4 separate regions of the Mus musculus genome follow, and regions 1, 2 and 4 are each linked to region 3. The links are chromatin contacts, called in public Hi-C, Micro-C and promoter capture Hi-C maps. All regions are on one chromosome and are shown on one strand. The core of a region is the stretch at or near the end of the contact, and the rest is flanking DNA. Distances in the headings are between cores, read along the strand shown.

What was found. Promoter capture Hi-C pulls out the DNA fragments that hold promoters and counts their contacts. Hi-C and Micro-C count contacts between places; a contact is called where the count stands out from the background.
Region 1: a Hi-C map of bone marrow-derived macrophages shows a contact between it and region 3, with 4 times the contacts expected there. The contact joins the enhancer-like site here to the promoter of Plcl1 in region 3. A contact is called at or near these places in 11 of 39 promoter capture datasets (the 3T3-L1 cell line, the C10 cell line, cranial neural crest and 7 more), 1 of 15 datasets of contacts at CTCF or cohesin (pro-B cells), 23 of 484 Hi-C or Micro-C datasets (the HL-1 cell line, adipose-derived mesenchymal stem cells, bone marrow-derived macrophages and 13 more), 12 of 115 datasets of contacts at active chromatin or transcription factors (SST interneurons, astrocytes, embryonic forebrain and 9 more) and 4 of 9 other capture datasets (adipose tissue, embryonic stem cells, macrophages and 1 more).
Region 2: a Micro-C map of embryonic stem cells shows a contact between it and region 3, with 2.0 times the contacts expected there. The contact joins the enhancer-like site here to the promoter of Plcl1 in region 3. A contact is called at or near these places in 4 of 484 Hi-C or Micro-C datasets (2-cell-like embryonic stem cells, cerebral cortex, embryonic stem cells and 1 more), 2 of 115 datasets of contacts at active chromatin or transcription factors (epiblast stem cells and large pre-B cells) and 4 of 9 other capture datasets (adipose tissue, embryonic stem cells, liver and 1 more).
Region 4: a contact with region 3 is called in a promoter capture Hi-C map of the HPC-7 cell line, with 4 times the contacts expected there. The contact joins the enhancer-like site here to the promoter of Plcl1 in region 3. A contact is called at or near these places in 8 of 39 promoter capture datasets (3T3-L1-derived adipocytes, the HPC-7 cell line, HPC-7-derived erythroid cells and 3 more), 7 of 484 Hi-C or Micro-C datasets (cortical neurons, embryonic stem cells, group 2 innate lymphoid cells and 3 more), 10 of 115 datasets of contacts at active chromatin or transcription factors (the SCID.adh cell line, astrocytes, bone marrow-derived macrophages and 5 more) and 2 of 9 other capture datasets (embryonic stem cells and macrophages).

The regions. Positions count from the first base shown.
Region 1 is chr1:55,599,268-55,601,967 of GRCm38.p6, reverse strand. All of the region lies in intron 1 of Plcl1 (phospholipase C-like 1), which reads right to left. Among named protein-coding and RNA genes, the nearest start is that of Gm39642, 88 kb to the right of the region's middle. Within about 2 kb of position 1,332, at least 7 of the 459 cell types and tissues checked have an H3K27ac peak or open chromatin away from gene starts, as enhancers often do.
Region 2 is chr1:55,197,605-55,200,304 of GRCm38.p6, reverse strand. All of the region lies in intron 5 of Rftn2 (raftlin family member 2), which reads left to right. Among named protein-coding and RNA genes, the nearest start is that of Gm51743, 3.0 kb to the left of the region's middle. Within about 2 kb of position 1,379, at least 14 of the 459 cell types and tissues checked have an H3K27ac peak or open chromatin away from gene starts, as enhancers often do. A contact at or near this core is called in embryonic stem cells and epiblast stem cells, where this site is marked.
Region 3 is chr1:55,404,614-55,407,313 of GRCm38.p6, reverse strand. It overlaps Plcl1 (phospholipase C-like 1), which reads right to left and starts at 1,368. Exons shown (of 6, transcript NM_001114663.1): 1 at 684-1,368. The coding sequence starts at 926. It also overlaps the pseudogene Gm8531.
Region 4 is chr1:55,617,655-55,620,354 of GRCm38.p6, reverse strand. All of the region lies in intron 1 of Plcl1 (phospholipase C-like 1), which reads right to left. Among named protein-coding and RNA genes, the nearest start is that of Gm39642, 110 kb to the right of the region's middle. Within about 2 kb of position 1,279, at least 55 of the 459 cell types and tissues checked have an H3K27ac peak or open chromatin away from gene starts, as enhancers often do. A contact at or near this core is called in the HPC-7 cell line, astrocytes, group 2 innate lymphoid cells and 4 more, where this site is marked.

The sequences.
Region 1 (2,700 bases), core at 83-2,582, 190 kb before region 3:
CATCTCTACTACTTGGTTAGTTATCTCTCCTTCAATTCCAGTCCCCTTATTCCTTCGTGTCTCCTTAGCATCTTCCTCAGTCCACCTACCTGCTGGTCTCATCTCTGTCTTCTCTCTTGTCTCTCCTGTGCATCCTTTTATTCTCCAGCAATTTCCCAGAATCCTCTCTTTTCCTGCTAGTGTCCTACCTCCTATTTCCTGCCTCAGCTCATTGGCCATGGGCTTTTTTATTGGCAGGTGATGTTTATAAGAGATTCTCTCTACACCCTAGAGTAAGGAAGCACCAAGAAAATATGAAGACAAGACTTTCACCAAAACCCTTACTCCTACCATAGGAAGAACACTGCTGTGTGCCCTGTTTTGTGGATACAGACAAGAGCCTGTGTCAGTTGGATTCTTTCTGTTCATTGTCACACCCTATGACAGCAAGAAGCTTCTATCATTATAGAAAACCTGAAAGGACACCTTCTAGTTGATGCTACAAAATCACCAGTAATGCTTTCCACACCATGTAAGAAGAGGACATTTTATAAAACTTCTTTGTTGATAAATCCCACACAGGATATAAATATGTAAAAACAAAAATAAGAGTATATACTTTACTTTGAAAATCTAAAACTCATGAGATATCATAGCAGTTTCTGTAAACATAAGTCCTCTAAAATGAACACAAAAAAGTAATGTATGTTCCACCAAGAGCTCAAAGTACTCTTAGAATAAATCTATAATTTTAAAGATAAAGAACAATGAATTAAAACTGAAGGACAGCCAGGCATGGTGACGCATGCCTTTAATCCCAGCACTTGGGAGGCAGAGGCAGGCGGATTTCTGAGTTCGAGGCCAGCCCAGAGTGCAGCCAGGGCTACACAGAGAAACCCTGAATCGAACCCCTCACACACAAAAAAGTGAAGGATAGTTTGTTAGTTAGTTTGTTTGTTTGTTTGTTTGTTTTTTAATCCTGTCCTTGTTCAGGAGCTTCTGTAAAATTAGCCTTAAAAGGACATTTTCTATGAGGCCATCAGCCATCCGATGAAATTCAACAAGGTCATAATGTCTGGGGAAGACTCACAACTTCCATTTAGCATGAACTTTTCTCTTGCTATGGGTAATTCTTTGAGGTAGAATTCCTCCACACTGTCTTTATCTTGGAAAGACTGTTCCTACCAAGAAATTAGAGTTCCAAGTTTTCTAGATATTGCAAAACAAAAGCTGTGCTTGCGTTTCTTTGTCAAACCCTGGCAGCCTGCCTTCAAAACACATTACTCAGCATGTGCCCTCAAGGCAGAACTCCCAAGTCTTCTGGAATCTTACAGCATGGGCCCTTTTTTTCTTTCTTAAGAAGTGTTCACTTTCAGATAAGATGCTTCCATGAACTAAATCAGCTATTTCCCCTTGTCAATAAATCAACTGGAGCCAAGTACAGGGAGCAGGATATCAGCTCTGTAAAAACAAACTAAAAAGTAACACCCCAGGGGAGGATATATATATTCCTTAATAACTCAAATGTAATAAGTGGATATTAGCCAAAAAAATACAGAATACCCAGGATACAATCCACAGAACTCTAGAAGGTTAACAAGCCAAAGGGCCCAAATGAAGACACCTCAGTCCCACTTGGGAGGGAAAAGAAAACAATCACAGAGAAAGGGGGGATGGAGGGCCCTGAGGGGCCAGGGAGGGGAAGAGGGGAACATGATTACATATTGGGGGAAGAAACAGGACTGAAGCCCTGAGGGCCAGCAGAAGGAATGGAAATGGGCAACCTCGGGAGCTAGGAGGTGGGGGAACCCTCTAGAATGTACCAGAGACCTGGGAGGTGAGAGACTCTCAGGACTCAAGGGGAGGGACCTTAGATAAAATGTCCTACAGTGGAGAGAGGGACCTGTAGAGCCCACCTCCAGTAGAAAGACAAGGCATCAAGTAGAGGGATGGGTTTGCCATTCCATTGTCAAAAACTCTGACTCAGAATTGTTCCTGTCTGAAAGAAATGCAGGATCAAAAATGGAGAACTTTTGAAAGACTATTTCTAATGTCTCTTTTTATGTAAGGCTAAGATGTGTCATACTTCATCCCCAGTTGGTGGCGCCATTTGGGGAGGTTTAGGTGGTGTGCCCATCTTGCTGGAGGAAGTGCACCACTGGGGATAGGATTTGAAGTTTCAAAGCCATGAGCCATTCCCAGTTTGTTCTCTCTGCTTCCTGCTTATGGTTCTTAATGTGCAATATGAAGTCCCCACTGTTCCTGATGCTGTGCCTGCCTGCTGCCATATGCCACTATCCCATATGATAGTGATGGCCTCACCCCTCTGGAACTATAGAGTCAAATAAGCTTTTCCTACTATAACTTGCCTTGGTCATGGTGTTTTATCATAGCAATAGAGGAATAACTAAGACTTAAGGGAACCTGCATTCAATAGAGGGTAACTTGAGGAGTTAAGTTCTCAAATGTTGTCCCAGTGTTTCTCAGAAATATGGAACTGGTAGTGCTGATGAATTATTTCACAAATAATAAATGTTTACTGGAGAAAAAATACTAACGGTGTAACAGCTAATATCCAGAGAGTCAAGACCTTGATAACCACCTTGCCTTCTGTATTTCTATAAAACATGCATGTGGTGTTATGAAAATGGAATAGAATGCAAGTTGGTTTATGGCCAAGACCTTTCTCATTCTACGGTCTTTTGATCTTCCCTCCTCAGT
Region 2 (2,700 bases), core at 130-2,629, 210 kb after region 3:
TCCTTCAGTCCTGGCCCTCTCGTCTCCTCAGTGTGTCCCTTAGCATTGCCCTGAGTTCATCTCCTTAGCCAGCTCCCCTCTCATCTCCCTCAGCTCTCCCCAGTCTCTCTTTTATCTCTTATTATTTCCCAGAATCCTCTCTCTTCCTGCCAGTGTCCCACCTTCTATTTCCTGCCTCAGCTCATTGGCCAATAGCTTGTTTATTGATAGGTGATCATTATAAGAGATTCTCTCTACAAGGTAGAATGTATGCTCATTTTTCATTTGTTAATTAACTAATCAATCCAATTCACTAGTTAATTCTGTGGAAGTGTGTGGTGTGTGCTCGCCACTGTACACATGTGGCAGTCAAAGGACAGCACATGAGACGCTGATCAGTTCTCTCCTTCCACAATGTGAGTTTTAGGGATTAAAATCAGATCCCAGGCTTGTCTGCAAGTCTCCCTAAGCAGAGTATGTGATCTTAACCATCATGCAGAATAGTTATTTCATTTCATTAGTTGAAGATTTTAATAAGGAGTCATTGATCTGATTTGCATTTTTAAAGGACCTCTCTAGCCCCATTTTGGGACATGGACCATAAATGGCGAGAGTAGAGAGGCTGATGTTTAGTTACTTTGTGATGACAAAACACCATAATCAAGGAAACTCATTAAAAAAAAAAAAACTATTTTTACCAGGTGGTGGTGACAGTAGTGCACACACCTTAATCTCAGCACTCAGGAGGCAGGGACATGTAGATCGCTGTGAGCTTGAGGCCAGCCTGATCTACAAAGCTAGTTCCAAGTCAGCCAGGGCTTCACAAAGAAATCTTGTATGGGAAAACAAAACAAACAAACAAAAAACAAAACATTTACATTAAAGAAACCTATGCTTGCTAAGGCTTTCCTACACAGAAGTAAGAAATGCATTTGGCTAGTGTTAGTATCCAGGAAAAGGGTTGGGTGGGGAGGGAGGAGGGGAACGGAAGAGGGGCAAGGGGAGGGGGAGAGGGAGAGAGAGAACAGTGTGTCAGGCCAGAGCTTCTGATCATGTGCAGCACCATGAATTTTGACACACTTGAAACCTGGTCATCCTGCCTCCATCCATGCCCACCCCCACCCCACCCCCACCCCCACCCCCATAGTGGGCATGGGCTCATTGGCTGGGAAGCTCTGGGGTTTGCCATATGAAGGGCCAACGCTGTAAGCCCAGCAGTGTGTGTGTGGGTGTGGGTGGGGGGTGTCTGCAGTGACTCCTCCCCCATTATCTGGAGGTAAGTACCCATTTATCACAGCCCCACAGCCTTCCCTGCAACTCGTCCTTGCTGCTACTCCCAGAGCTGCTGCCCTAGTGTGAGCACCGAGAGAGCCACCTGGAGTCTTATTCTCTAGTCCAGATAAGCCTTGAACTCAGCAAAATCCTTCCTCCTTAGCCACACAGGCATTAGCTACCCCCCACAGCCAGATTGTTTGTAGTCTTTTGTATATCTGGCTTCCTTTGTACAACATAGTTTCTTTGAAATTCACTAACAATATTACATTACAATGAGCCTCGCTTTCATCTCTGTGTAGTTTGGGTTGTACTTGCTTTCTTTTAAACCACAGGGTTTAGAAATGGGTCAGTGGGGTGGTTCCCTGAGTTAAGGTTTTTGCAGCCATGCCTGTTGGCTGGGATCCACACAAGGCTTTTAGAAGAGAACTTGGCTTCCCGGAGTTGTCTTAGAACCTCCACAACACACACACTGGTAGGTAGATAGATGGGAAGATAGGTAGATGGATAGATAAATAGATACATGTAAATTTTTTTAAATGTAAAACTTATATTTATGCTAGGTAGCACATGCCTTTTATCCCAGAGACGGATCTCTGATTCTGAGGCCAGCATAGTTTAGGAAGCTCCAGGCTACTCTGTCTCCAAAAGAAAGAAAAAGTTACAAGTACATATCTTCCAGCATTGAAGTCAGAAAAAGTGGTTTTCACACTGTAAAGTTCCGAAGGAAGCAGAGGGGCAGGCTGTAACTATGTAACTACTGCAATGTTAAATTAGTTTAAAGTTCACATCCCCGGGATTCTTAAAAAAGTCTTGAAATAAGCAGCTCTATTTCTCAGCTCTAATTAACTAGTGTCTGTGGTGCTCTGGTGGGGGCCGGTCAAAGATAATGGACAGATAATACAAGTAGAAACCAGCTCCAACTGTAAATTATACTTTACTGGGCTTCTACGAACTATTTTTATTTTTTTAAAGGTTTATTTATTTATTTTATGTATGTGAGTACACAGTAGCTGTACAGATGGTTGTGAGCCTTTATGTGATTGTTGGGAATTGAATTTTTAGGACCTCTGCTTGCTCCGGTTGGCCCCACTTGCTCAGTCCATGCTCGCTCCAGCCCAAAGATTTATTTATTATTATACATAAGTACACTGTAGCTGACTTCAGATGTACCAGAAGAGGGCGTCAGATCTCATTACAGGTGGTTGTGAGCCACCATGTGGTCGCTGGGATTTGAACTCAGGACCTTTAGAAGAACATTCAGTGCTCTTACAGGCTGAACCATCTCACCAGCCCCAAACTATCTTTTTTTTTTTTTTTAAGTGCATTCTCTGCTGCGTTCTGCCTCTGCCCTAAATGGAAGTTTAAAAAAAAAAAAAAAAAAAAAAAAAGCAAGCTAGGTGCCAGGTGTGGTGGCACAAACCTTTAATCTCAGTACTTGGGAGGCAG
Region 3 (2,700 bases), core at 119-2,618:
GAAACAAGTTCAAAGTGGAAGACAGAAATAAATAAATAGGGCGAAGAAAGGTTTACAATTCCTTGGCAGATGGATAAAGGCAAATCCTCTGGGGGTGCTAGGGGAGTCTGGGAACGTTTTCCCGGATGTGTGTTTTCTGCAGCGCAAAACCTCTAAGCTCTTCCTTCATCCTTTCTATGCTGCAGCGTCCGCTGCAAACTCTGCCTGCCTATCTGCAAAGTTCAGGCGTTTCAGGATTTCAGAACCATTTCTGTATGGGGGAGATTTCCCACACACAATTAAAAGTAAGCTGTGCTTTGCCTTTGCTGTTCGGGAAAGCTAGCTCTCCGCTGGAGAATGCACAGCCAGCCCGCAGGTCTCTGCATTTATCCCAAGTTCACCCTTCCTCCTCCCATCCACCGGTTAGTGAGAAAATGAGGGAAAGCATCCATCAAACCGCAGAAGCGCAGAGAACTTTTCCTCCGCTGTCAGAGAGGAAGTCACTTCTGCTTCTCAAGGCCAACAGCTGATTCTGGGAACCTCCGGACTAGGCAGGAAGGTTTGGCGATGAAGGAGGTGGGAGAAAACAATGCCCAGCCTGCGACGCCTAGGGCAATGAACATCCTGCCCAGGGGCTGGAGGGGGGATGTCCCCTACCCACCCGGCACCCATACCAGGCTCTGGGCCGCTGCTGCTCCGCTTACCTTGATGATGCTGCTACGCCGGGGGGTCGCTCGTGCAGCCTCCAGGAGGCCGGCCTCGCTATCCGCGGGGACCCCCGCAGCGCCCGGCAGCGCGACCCCACTGCGACGGTCCCTCATCCGGCCCCCCAAGGCCGGGGGTGGGGCGTCCCCTGAGGCAGCGTCGGCGCCGGCTCGGGGGTCGTCTTCGCCCCCGGCAACGTCGAGAGGCGCCGGAGCCTCCCTGCTAGCCGCGCCCTCAGCCATAGCCAAGCACGTTTTAGGCTCCCGGCGAGACAGCACGACCGCCAGCGGCGTCCAGCCCCGGGCACGGGTGCGCTCAGGCACCAGAAGGAAACCCCGCTAGACTTTGTTTTAGCGCGCCACGGCCGCTGCAGTGGCAGCCACAACTTTGTAGAAAGGAGACATCGCTCCGGCAGAGGCGTCCTCGGGCTGTGGTCCAGGAGGTCAGCGGGCCGGCGCGGACGGGCGGCGGGGGCGGGGAGAAGATGTGAGCGGGAGGGAGAAGCAGGCGAAAAGCAGCGGGAGGTACTGGAGACGCGAGGCGAGCGCCGGCTCTGTGCAGACAAAAGGCAGTGGGCGCCGGAGCCAGGAGCCTCGGAGCCGGGACGTGCGCGGCCGGAGCGGCGACTGCGGATCGGCCACCAGCCACCTGCCCGCCGACCGCAGCACGGCGGCCCCAGGAAGTGCGGCGGCGGGGCGGCCTCCACTCCGCTCGCCTGTGACAGGGAGGGAAGACTTGTTTTGACAGCCCGTGGGGATTGGCAGGCTCCCCGGCCTCTCAGGAGCCGAGGCTCACCGAGGGGGTTCGGGCCGACCAATCCTCACCGCGGAGGGGTGTGCCCGAGCGCGAAGAATGGAATGTGTTCTGTTGCTCGGAGCCTGCCCAGCCCAGCTGGCCCCGGTACTAGGCGAGGATGCGCGCGCCAGTGTGCGCACCCACAGGCACTCAGAGTACATTTTAGGAAGTTTAGAAAGGAGACGAAAGCGGCCTGAAGGTTCAAGAAATGGGACGCGGGTGGGGTGGTTTGCGGGCGGCAGTGAGATGACGGAGGAAACACTGCAAAACAGCAAATCTGGAATAAAGAAGATGTTGAGCGAGAAGGTTAGAGTGTTTGGAGGGGTGTAGTAGTGACACTTGGCACAGCCAAGGGTCAATCACTGGCTCTCCTGCCAATCCTTAGAAGTGAAGTCCACGCACTAGGACCCTGGAGTTCCACAGTTTGTCTCGGGTTCTATGAGCGGATTCTACATTCACTCAGTAATCTGAGTCAATACAACAAGGAGTTGGGTTTAAGGGGTAGGTAGGGTAAGAGGAAGCAGAGCAACGAAAACCCTGGGAACGCCGCCGAATGAAACACAGAGATGATGGAAGCCACATAGCGACAAGGTCATTGGCAGGTTTAGTCTCTACCCTAAACCGTTCTCGACGAGGGTCCAGCCTCCTTTCTACATATAATTCTAAATCATTACATTTTGCTCCTTCCACCAAGCTAGTAACCAAGAGGAGAGCAGGGATTCGGTAGCATTAATCACACCATGAGCAAATGTAGACAATGGCTCTAAGGTCCCTGGAGAGTTGGACGACGTACTGAATCTCACTTAGATCATTAAATGCATTTAAATTACTAATTATTTCATAATTCAAGATTTTACTTCTTCCTTACGTGGCCAATAGCACCAAGAAATTTTTCAGCCCTTCAGGGCCAGAAATTTATTAAAATTCTAGCATTTTAAGGATGAGCTGGGGTGTTAGGAGTCATCTAGGGCAGCTCTTTTATTTAACAGAGGAAATGAAAGCCCAAGGACCTTGTCTACTGACTGGTTAGTACAGACACTAAAATCAGATCTGCTACCCAGTTCCTTCCAAGCTCTCTTCACTTTTTTTATCTGGCTCCCCTGGGGCTACAACCAGTCAAAATTGGATGGGGCTCTTGGGAGAATTCACATTTGACATTTACCATCTCCTAGGGAAGACTGGAAAGACTTGACTTTACCTTTTCTTTAAATATACGTGCAA
Region 4 (2,700 bases), core at 30-2,529, 210 kb before region 3:
GAATCAAACGGGAAAGTCTTTTGTGAAGTAAATAATTCTATGACAGAGATGCCTTTCCAATCTTCGGCCCACTAAAAAGAAGAGCAGAACACCACTAGTTTCATGAGTCTTTGCTTTTTTTCCTTTTACAATTCCCAGCTAAGCACATATCTCTGTAGCTGCAAGTCCTTACGGAAGGGCGGAGCACCTTACCAAAATCAGGCCACCCACCTGCTGTAGTTGCCAAATTACCTCTATTCAAACCCAGCTGCTGCAGTGGTGAGCATTCCTCACTTCCACCCCGACGACGTTCTGGGTTCCAAAGGAAAGACACAGCCTTATATTTTAATATGCCCTAAATAACTCAAAGGCCGAGCCACTTCTTAAGCATCATGCAGCTAACACACTCCCCTCAGATAGTCCTGAGTTATTACTTACTAAAATCTATATTCCATCTTTGCTGCCATGGTCCCAGACCTGCAGCCCTCCTGAGCCATGATCCCAAATTGTGTGAGATTGCTGTGCTCTCTCTTCTGCACCCCTCAGGCCTCATCTTTACTCCTTTCCTGGCATTGCAGCTCTACCCGCTCCTGCTCCTTCCTCAGTCCCTTGACTGGGACTAAAAGCCCACCTTTGTCTCTCTGCCCAGCCATTAACCACCACCAGCTTTATTTACCAATCAAAACCAACTGGGGGCAGGGTCCCTCAGTGTCTTATGTGCAGGCATGTGGATTTTGTGTAATTTGGGGGACCCAGTTAACATAAGTAGCATTAAACCAAATCCACAACATTGACTCCTTTACCAAAATCAGGCCACCAAACCCTTGCTTTTGCTCCCACTTGTTCAGAGACTCTTAGCAACTTACCCACCACAAAGGCTATGGAGGAATACTGAGGAAGTGTTTATATTGTAATGAGACAATAACCCTTAGTCTAACAATGTTGCTCAAAGAATTATTAAATATGGAGTTAAAGGAACTGCCCTTTGGGGAACAGGAGGACCCTACTTGTACCTCCTGAAGTGTCCTAAGGCAGTGTTCAGGGCTTTCTTTCTATTTATTTCTCTAATGTCTCCACTCCAGGGGTTTATGAAATGGAAGAGAAAGGTCATGAGCTGCCCTGCCTTCTAAACCTGAAAGGCATCACTTGTGGTTCCAGCCTAATGAAATACCAGAAAGCAAGTAGTCCCTTCACACAGACAAGGGACTGAGCCAAGTCGCTGCACTGTTGGCAGTGCCATCTGGCTCTGTGGGTGAGCAGTGCAGAAGGCTCTCTTGGGAGTGACCCTGGAGGCCCTCCAGAGTCTAGAACAAGCTCCTCTCACAAATGACACTTGCTGCTGCACGGCTTCAGCCCTGGAGGGTAGTGGAGCTGAGGGTTGTTGAGAACGGCTTTGTCACCTGTCACTTCTGATGACTACTGGCTGGCCCCAGCAGATCACAGGAAGCCACTCAGCAGTCCTTGGGCTTTCCGCTGAAGAGTGAGAATGGGTTAGGGGTGGGAGTGACCACTGGAGCACATAGGATATCTTCAGAGAAGGGGGGAAGCTGGTCTTCCTGTTCCTGGCTGCTCTCGCCACAGCAACGCTACAATGCCAAATGGAATGGGTACTTGACATTCAGTTGAGTACAAAAACTACACTGAGCATGTTCCACAACTGAGCCCAGTTCTGTAACTGAATATAGCATGGCCTCTCCCTCCGGCCTCTCTCCTCTCTACCTCCTCACCTGACTCAAGACTCTTACAAACACCAGTGCAGCAGGCATAGACTTTCCTCTCGTGCCTTAACAATTCTAAACACTTCAGTGCAGCCATGGAATCAATTAAGTCTCCTTTTCTGTGCAATTTGGGTTGTTTCACTAGTAAGTGGGGCTAGAAAAACAGGATGTACCACAGCCTGCATTCTGATAACTACCGATTTGTTCAGCTGATTATTTCTTTCTGGAAGGAGGGTTGTTTTTCTTTCTTGTAATTGTATTATGTAAGCCTCAAAGGAACATGCTTACCAAGATGATTCTGCAAAAGTTGTTGAGCATATAACTGATCTACAGGGACACTTATTATTTCTTCATTAATAGACCTGACCTTACAGCAGTTTTAAGTTTCCAGGAAAAGAAATGCACTTTAAGAACAGGGTTTCTATACATTCCTTTCCCCCAGGATCCAGCTTACTATAAATACTTCCCACTCATGTGATGTATCAATATTGACTGAACATTACTGAGGCATTATAATTAACTGAAGATCATGGCTCTTCTTTGCTGTTGTGCAGTTCAGTGAGTTTGGTCATGGCACCGCTTATCTACCGTATCATATGGTCATTCCCCTGCCTCTGCCAAACCTCAACACTGGCACACAGATCCTTTCACTGCCTATAAAGTTTTGTCTTTGCCAGAATATCATATATTTACAATTTAATCCATATGTAGACTGTAGGAGAAAATGCAAGCATGATCTGGTAGGCAGCCTACCTGGCACACTGTGCTTCCAAATAAGAGGCATGGTCCACCATGCCCCAGAAGTCAGAACACTGAATTCTGAAGTAGCATGGCTTATCTCTGAGCCCTTTGCCAATCCACAGGCATTGCTGTCTTGGTGTGGAAGCCCTAGGGAATGATGGTAGTAGACTATACAACTGGCATTTTTTATTTAGCTATACTCATTCATGTTACCTCTGTAGCTTCCTGTAGCTTGACAGCCTGTTCCTTTTTGTTATGATAT